Linked DNA regions of Arachis hypogaea: region 1 is linked to region 2. Evidence: chromatin contacts called from public Hi-C data. All regions are on one chromosome and are shown on one strand. Each heading gives the region's core, a stretch centred on a gene start, on an enhancer-like site or on the middle of the called end of the contact. The rest is flanking DNA. Distances are from core to core; before and after follow the strand shown.

Evidence for each region. A called contact is a pair of places that touch in the nucleus more often than the background predicts.
Region 1: a contact with region 2 is called in a Hi-C map of an unstated tissue, with 3 times the contacts expected there. The contact joins the promoter of LOC112785191 here to the promoter of LOC112786720 in region 2. A contact is called at or near these places in 2 of 8 Hi-C or Micro-C datasets (leaf and an unstated tissue).

What each region holds. Positions count from the first base shown.
Region 1 is chr20:111,627,798-111,632,242 of arahy.Tifrunner.gnm2.J5K5, forward strand. LOC112785191 (serine/threonine-protein kinase ATG1t) reads left to right here and starts at 2,172. Exons shown (of 8, transcript XM_025828642.3): 1 at 2,172-2,676; 2 at 2,840-2,957; 3 at 3,062-3,120; 4 at 3,312-3,376; 5 at 3,481-3,574; 6 at 3,657-3,737; 7 at 3,813-3,924; 8 at 4,013-4,315. The coding sequence starts at 2,425. The coding sequence ends at 4,080.
Region 2 is chr20:111,060,727-111,065,137 of arahy.Tifrunner.gnm2.J5K5, forward strand. LOC112786720 (RING-H2 finger protein ATL78) reads right to left here and starts at 1,759. Exons shown (of 1, transcript XM_025830092.3): 1 at 725-1,759. The coding sequence starts at 1,670. The coding sequence ends at 969. LOC112786150 reads right to left here. Exons shown (of 4, transcript XM_025829557.1): 4 at 4,358-4,411. The coding sequence ends at 4,358.

The DNA of each region.
Region 1 (4,445 bases), core at 922-3,421, 570 kb after region 2:
TTCTTATTGGAGATACTAAGGTTATATTTGTTTGAAGGGAAAATAGAAGGAAAGAAAAGAGAGAAAAAAAAAAGGGAAGGAAAATGATTATTTTTCATTGTTTGGTTGAGGAGAGAAATTAGAGAAAAAAGAAAAGGGATAAAAAAAATTGATGATTGTTGAAAAAAAAAAAGAAAAAACTTGTTTTCTCTCTATACTTCCAATATTACTCCTTCACTTTTTTTCAATATATTTTATAATACAAGAGTAAGATTGTCTTTTTATAACATTTCTTTCCTTCTTATTTTTCTTTCATCCAAACACATATAAAAAAATAAAAGTCCACTCAATTTTTTCTTTTTTTTTTTCTATTTCTTTCCTTCTAATCAAACATAGCCTAATAGAATATATTTAGAAAATTATTTCGCTTACGTTAAAATCAAATTTTTGTTTACTTACATTTATAAATACTAATATTTTTACCCGTAATAACATTATGAGAATATAAATTTTTTAAAATTACGGTTTACTTTGTTCTGATAGTATAGATTATGCATGGCATAAAAGATTTATAAAATCAAATTACTTTTACAAAAAAAAGTCGTAGGTTGACAAAAGTCTCTGACTAAGAAGACCAAGGTATCTGTACATAAAAAATTAAATAATAAGATTTTTTATTTATTATTTTTATATAAAAAACTATTTTTTTATTAATAATTAATTTTAACATTCGTTATCTAAAATTTAAAATAATTTAATGTGTATACTTGTACATTTAATTGGGTGTTAACTGTTAAGTCTGTTATATAAATAGAAATAATTAATTTTTATACTTGCTATTTAAAAATAATATTTTTTCCTGTGTATATAAAAATATAATTAGATATTAGTATAAAAAATTATACTGATAGTTATAAAATTAACTCAATTAATTTTTTTGAAGAATTGAATCTTGATTCTAACTTTTAATTATAACATTAATATTCTCTCCAAATTATATGTAATAAATATTTGAAAGAAGAGAAATGAAATTAAAGATTAGAAAGATAAGCAGTGAAAATTTAAAACTAAATAAAAAAAACTAAAAAATTTTGTAGATAATAACAATAATAATATTATTTTTTATTTAAATTATATTATTTTGTTAATTTTGTTTTTTGTAAAATAGAAAGATAGAAAAAATAGAGAATGAGAAAAAAGAGAGAGAAAAATAAAGATGAAGATAAAGATGAAGAATGAGAGTGAGAGTGAGAGTGAGAGTTTGTTAATTTTGGAAAAAAATTATTTTAATTGTAAAAAAATATCGGATGATAAAAATAGTAGAGAGAAATAGAAAATTGAAAGAGGTAGATGATAGAATTTAGGAAGGGAGTTTATTAATTTTGAAAAAAATATTTTTTTTTTCAATTTTAATAAGAGAGTGTCATGTGACACAATTGATTATTAAATTAGATAGTAATATATGATACATAATATAGGTATATTTTAATTTCAATTTTAATATTTTAATTTTAATTTTAATGCAATTAAAGAATGTCATGTTGTACATTTTGATTGTCAAATTAGTAATTAGTCATTGATATTGATAACGATATATAAAATAGATAGAGTGGTTGAAGGAATGAGAGAAATAGAGAAAGAAAAAGGAAGAATGGGAGAACTCTTTAATTTTGGAGGAAAAGATTTGATTTCAATTGTAACGAGGGAGTGACATATGACATATTTTTGTTGTAAAATTAGTAAAGAGAAGGAAAGAATTCTTTAATTTTGGAAAGAAAGATTTAATTTCAATTATAATAAAAAAGTGATATGCGATACATTTTTCTTGTAAAATTAGTAAGGAAGAGAAGAGAATTTCTTAATTTTAAAAGAAAAAATTTAATTCCAATTACAATAAAAAATGATATATAACACATTTTAATTGTAAAATTAGAAATACAATATATGATAGATAAATGATAGATTTGTAATTAGAGATTTGCAATTAAAATAAAAAAGCGAAAAGGTATTTGCAGTTGAAGTAAAAAGGCGAAAAACATTTCTAATTTAGATATAATAAAGAGATGTTATGTGGCATTTTTTTGCTGCAAAATTTTATATATATATATATATATATATATATATGAGAAATATTAGGGGACAGCAACTTTTGGGATTCATAGCCATTAAATAGTCATCAATGAGATTTTTAATGGTGTGAGATTAGTGTGAGATTTCATCCAATGACTCACTCTTCTTTGATGGTTATGCTGGCCAGAATTTGATAAAGTTGCTGGTCCTATTAAAAAATAAATTTAAATAGTAACTGTTTGATTTGGTCCGTACAATTTTTTCCACGTGAAACGGTGAAAGAGACGGATAGCAGAGAAGAGAACATTCCACACAGAACAATCGTGGATCAAATTTGTCAAAGAAGCAGCAGCAGTTCTATCACTATCAACAGGAATGGAAGAAGAAGAAGAAGAAGAGAGCGAATCGGTAAGAGTAAAGGACATCCTTCTGAAGCGGAAGATCGGAAAGGGGTCGTTCTCGGCGGTGTGGAGGGCGGAGCAAAGAGGCACCGGCGAAGAGGTGGCAGTGAAACAGGTCTTCCTCTCCAAACTCAGCCCTCGCCTTAAGTCATCGTTCCACTGCGAGCTCAATTTCTTGTCCTCCGTCAACCACCCCAACATCGTTCGCCTCCTTGATTTCTTCCAGGTGGTTCTTTTTTAATTTTAGCTTTTCTTTGAATGCCCTTTTTCTTATTTTTTAAATTTAAGTGAAATATGTTGAGAAAACCAATTCTTTGTTGCATAATTGAAGGATCATTTTATTATTATTTTATTATTTAAACTTTCGCTATTGCTGTTTTCTACTTTAGTATGATGGATGTGCGTACTTGGTGATGGAGTTCTGTGCTGGAGGGAACCTTGCTTCTTATATCCGATTCCATGGGAGAGTTCAACAACAAACTGCCAGAAGATTCATGCAGCAGCTTGGTAACTCTTTTACCTGCATTCTTTATTGAAGTATTCTTTTGGTGTTGGTGCTTGTTTTAGCCTTGCAAGTTTGCAACTAAGGAGTTTGTCTCAGTGTTTTGCAGGTTCTGGTATGAAAATATTACAAAGTCATGGTATCATTCATAGAGATTTGAAACCAGAGGTAAAGCTAAAATGAAAAATGTATGTGACATTGTTGCTACTTTGGTTTGAGATGCCTATTACTTCGATTGGTGGGATTGTGAGGGCCATTAGTATGTAGCTTGAATTGTTCATGAAAAAGATAATCTATTTGTAGCGAATATCACTTTGCTGGAAACAAATCTGTTTGCATTGATGGTGGTGTTGAATCAGAACATTTTGCTATCAAAACCCGGAGATGATGCGATTCTAAAGATTGCAGACTTTGGTCTCTCAAGGTAGTTATCAGTTTAGGGGAAATAAATATAAGTAGTTGCAATTTGTATTTTTATTTAGTTTCATGTTGTTACCCCAACTTCTTTGTCTTTCATAAAATATGAAGAACTGTACGTCCTGGCGAGTATGCGGAGACAGTCTGTGGTACGCCATTATACATGGCACCGGAAGTTCTTCAGTTCCAGAAATATGATAGCAAGGTATCACCAGCCGTCTTTGCTTTTAAGTATTAACATTGACATCTATAAATTGGGTTTAGTGAAATTTTGTTTTGTGTTATAGGCAGATATGTGGAGTATTGGGGTTATTCTTTTCGAGCTTCTAAACGGCTACCCTCCTTTTAATGGCAGAAATAATGTTCAGGTAAACATCATGACTTTAAACAGGAATAAAAAGTTTCATTCTCCAATCATGGCTGATACAAGATGCTTATTTCAGCTGTTAAAGAATATCAGATCATCTACCGGCTTGCCATTTTCTCAGATCATTCCTTTGGGATTGGATCCTGATTGTCTTGATGTTTGTTCAAAACTACTATGCTCAAATCCAGGTTATTGGCATCTCCTGTATTACTTATATTTTCCTTCTGTTCAATCAATTAACTTAGAAGAATTTAATTACTTCTCACTCCATTGCAGTGGATCGCCTATCTTTCGATGAATTTTATCAGCATAGGTTTCTACGAAGAAAAGTGATGGGAGCTTGATGGTAACCCACGATTAACTTCTTGTTCATAATTTCCACAAGATCAGCAATTCAGAACCCAACATGGCAACTTCTTTACAAGTCCAACAAGGCAACAAGAACAATATCCGACGATCACATATGTAGCCATAAGATATTAACCAAAGTCGTTACTCTAATGAAGACATCATGTGAAGATGATATTATAAACCATTAAATAGTTTAATATATTTAACTAAATATGTTTAATTGAATTATCCATCGATTCGCAATATTATCACAAAGATGTCTTCATGAAAATAGTCAACTATTAACCAATACTAAAATTCAACTGGTTCTAAACATTTAGATAGATTTTTGTAATGGTCTTTTTTTTTTAAGGCGAGG
Region 2 (4,411 bases), core at 509-3,008:
CGTACTTATTCTCCAAATTATTGACCTTGTTCTTATACTACTGTCATGTAGGACATTTCGTTAATTATTTATTTTTAACCTGACGGTGGAACTAAATTGAAGCTAAATGAAACTTTTTTGAATTCAAATAGAACACTTTAAACCTTAAAAACTAAAACAGGATTACTCAGGGACTAATTTAGTTCTTTAACCTTATTTTTTTATTGTTGTCGACATTGAAGATAAAAAATCATTATTCCTCCTTTAGGCACACATCTCAAGTAAAGGATAAAACATCAATAAAAAAACTTACAAATGTTACTACATAATTAAGTTATTTGGATAACCAAATTTAATTAAATTAAACCAACAGTTTATTAACACAACAAAAACTAATTAAAAAAAAAACACATAAGAAGAAGAAAAAAAATTAATTACAAAAATAATTTATTTATCTAATATTTTTCGTAAACTTAAACCTTTAAAGATAAACACACCTCTACGATATTTAATAATATGGGGTCTAATTGTTCAAATAAATATATATAATTTAATTGACTGCATTATAGGTTATTAGCTAGATAGATAAGTTTCACTTAAAGTTGGGATTTGAATTTGACTTTATTTAAAAAAAAAAACTCTTCTTTTATAGAGATTGCTTGTTCAATTCCTTAATTTGCTTAAACTATCTAGCTGCCTGACTAGGCGTCCATTGGAATTAAATTCATTTACGAAGCAACAGAAATTTCTAATAATTTACAATTCAATAATGCAATTTCAATTTAAACTTGCTTTATACACTTGAAGAGAGCTAAAGCTAAAAGCCTAAAACAACAACAAAAGAGTTTCAAACTCTATGCACATTTCACCAATAATAATTAACCATAACCATCACTACATGCTAAACCCTATATATAGTCCTAATTAATTAATTAATTAATAACTACTACAACTTAACCAGCAGTGCATTGATGAATATGGTTGAATAATTAATTGGATTCCCTATAGTTACGCACCAAACGTTCTGGGTCCAATGGTGCTATGGTAAGAATAGTTTCTGGCAATTGTGATGATGATGATGAGGTAGTAGCCCCAACAATCTTGTGGCAAGTCTCCATAAGGCAGTGTCTGCATTTGGGGCAAGAAGAATGCGAACTCAACCATTTATCAATGCACTTTATGTGGAAACCATGGTTGCACTTAGGCAAAATCCGCAACCGGTCGCCGAGGGCGAAATCAGACAAGCATATCACACACTCTGAGTCCAAACTAGGAAGGTTGAGTTCATTTGAGTAACTTAGTGTTGTAAAAGTCTTGAGTGCTTTCTTCTTGATTCCGGTGTTGACCACTCTTGATGATGAAGTGTGGTGGTTATTATTACTATCACTATTATTGGTACTCACAACTAAGCTGGAACACTTTAATGCACACCTTATGATGGAGTTTAATCCAAGTGAGCATATTAGAGCACATAAAAGTACTGAGAGTACCATTACAACATTTGCATCAAAGGTTCCATCTCCAAGGTATGATGATTCTGGTGATGAGCTTTGGGGGCTATTTGGTGGGTTGGGTGATGAGCTTGGTGATTGGTTGAATGACGGGGTAGTGTGTAAGAGTAACCTTCTTGAGTGGAATTCTAAAAGAAGTTCATGGATCAGAGGTGAAGTGAATGAAGTTGAAGCATACATTATATTATTGTTGGAGGGTGTGTAATTGTATTGTAATGTGTTAGTTAGAGCTTCTTGTGGATGGTTGCCTATGCTATTATATAGAAGGAAAGTTCACATCCTTGGATTTGGTGGCTGCTTTTTATTAGAGTATTAATTAATTTATTAAATAATTTTATATTTTTTAATGAATTTTACTTTTAACTTAAGATTCATTTTTGAGACTCTTTTAAAAAAAGAATCATAATATTATTTATTATTCTCTATCTCAATAATTTAAATTTTTTGTCTATTCCTATCAATATAAAAAATGTTACATGCACACACAAAATCAATCACTATATATTTATCCATAAATAATTAAATATATATTTTATATTTCAACGTATATTTTATACAAATAGTTAATTTAGTAATTGATTTTTTACATACGTCCATATTAATATAATTTGGTGTTTTTAATTTATAAAAAAGCACATATAATAATATATAAACTTCCTATAACTAAATATATTTGAGTATTATGGAAGTTGCACTTAATTAATTGCACAAAAGTCAAAACATTTTTTTAATATTAATCTCTCTAATCCAAAATCATTAATAAATAAATGTTGTTCCAACCAATCATATGTGGTTATCATTAATAATTGGGTTAACATTGGTTTGTTGGTAATTACTGGTTTTTAATAATGTTTGTCATTGCTGTTTTGAGATATATTTGTAATTAAGCATATGCATGCAATGGATGCTCCACTGATTAAACCTTTTTGTAATGGTCCTTCGGATCAAGATGGGTCCATGCAATCCCACTTTGCACGCAGGAGGATGTGCCGCGTGGCATTTGGGTTTCATATATCATATGATATCAGAAATTTGTTGCCCCTTATGAATTGAAGGGAATTGCGAAGCTTCCTAAAAGAGATCGATCATCGATGACTAGAAAGTTGGAAAATTTTGCTTTTGATTTTCAGGTTCATCTTTTACGTGTCGTATCTTTTTGGGTCCCAATAGAAAAAGATGAACAAAGTAGCCTAATGATCCGTACTTGCCCATAGAAGGAGTTCAATTCTGGTAAATGATTTCCTTTTCTTTTCCACCTTCCCCTTCTGAACCTCAACGAAAGAGACAAGGTAAGCAGCATGAACATCATTCTTAGCGCAATCATGATTAGTTCCTTAATTACCACTGCAAGATTTGTGTTTATGATATCACAGCTAAAGGACTAAATTGTCCAAGTTTATTTAAAGGTCATCTGTCTAATAAATTACTGTATAAATTGCTATACGTACAAGGCACAATTTAAATTTAAACACTTATACAGACTATTCCACTAATTTAAGTTAATTACAACTTTTACAACATCTATTTACCTAAATTGTCTACAAAGTAATTATAACAAGTCATAACAAAACTGCATAAAACTTAACGGATTATAATAAAAATCAATTTCTAAGATATCAAAATAATCAGGATATATATATATATATCGGCATGCAATTATCATGACATATATATCCTTGAGGACAACTTCAATTTAAAATCTATATATGAACTATTTCTTGTTTGTATAATTGTATGTAACAAAAAAACAACAAACGAAAAAATGAATTTCTTTGTTCAGTTATGATATTTTTCGACACTGTTGTAATGTCAACTTGGGGTAATGCTACTTTAGCAATATTTATTAATGATTGATTATTGTCTGTCTACATTCTTGTAATTCAGAATCATACACAGAACAATCATGATTATTCTTCTTACTAGTATCCCCTGTATAGTGTGCATGATATATAATACTGTATAATAATATTGTGTTAGTGCCTTATCGGATAAAAAATAATGGTCCCAAATATCCTTTCCAGCACAATAAATAGTTATGCAATCTTCACACCATGTGCAACATGTTACATCAGAATCTCTTGGATTTCCGAATTGTAACCTTGAATAAAGGAGCATCAGTCTTTATTCTTTAATAATAATAATAATAACAATAATAATAATAATAATAATAAAATTGAACAAGTTGACTCAACTCAATGTTACTAGGATAAAACCAAATCTTATGCCGATCCGATTCAGTTTGTCTTCACCTGTAGTTTGTGGTTTAAAAACGTGGCATTGATGGCTGAAAGTACTTGTGTTTCACTTAAGAAGTTAAAATTATTATTATTATCCAAATGTACGAGTGAAGTTATGCGGAGAATAGTGGAGGGAGCTTTTATTTGCCCTTTTTCAGTTAGTTTGCTTTGGACTATGACCAAAAGAAGATTGTTTAAGAGTAACTATATTTTATTTTTAGATCATAACTGTAAATTGGCAGTAGCATATACAAAGGTGAGTCCTCTAAGCTAGCGATTGGAAGAGAAATAGAGATTAAGAGACTGAAATTGAGAGACAGAGACAGAGACTGAAAGATAGAAATTAAAAAACAAAGACCGAAATAAGTTTTAGTATTGTTTTTTGTGTAAAGTGAGACTAAAATTAAAGTTCTAATTTAATTTGCACAAAAGATAAAATTAAAATTAATTAATTGAAATAGAGATATTTTAGATATAAAATGTTATTAAAGTTTCCGTCTCTATCTTAAAAAATTACAGTCTCCTATGTCTCTATTTTTTAGAGATATTAAAGTACTGAAATTTTAGAAACAGAAATTGAATTTTTTTTTTGGTTGGTAATCGGGGCCGAAGCCCAAAAGAAAGAAAAAACTATCCACAAGGTACTATATGGGATGTATATATTCCTTTTACATCATCATCGAG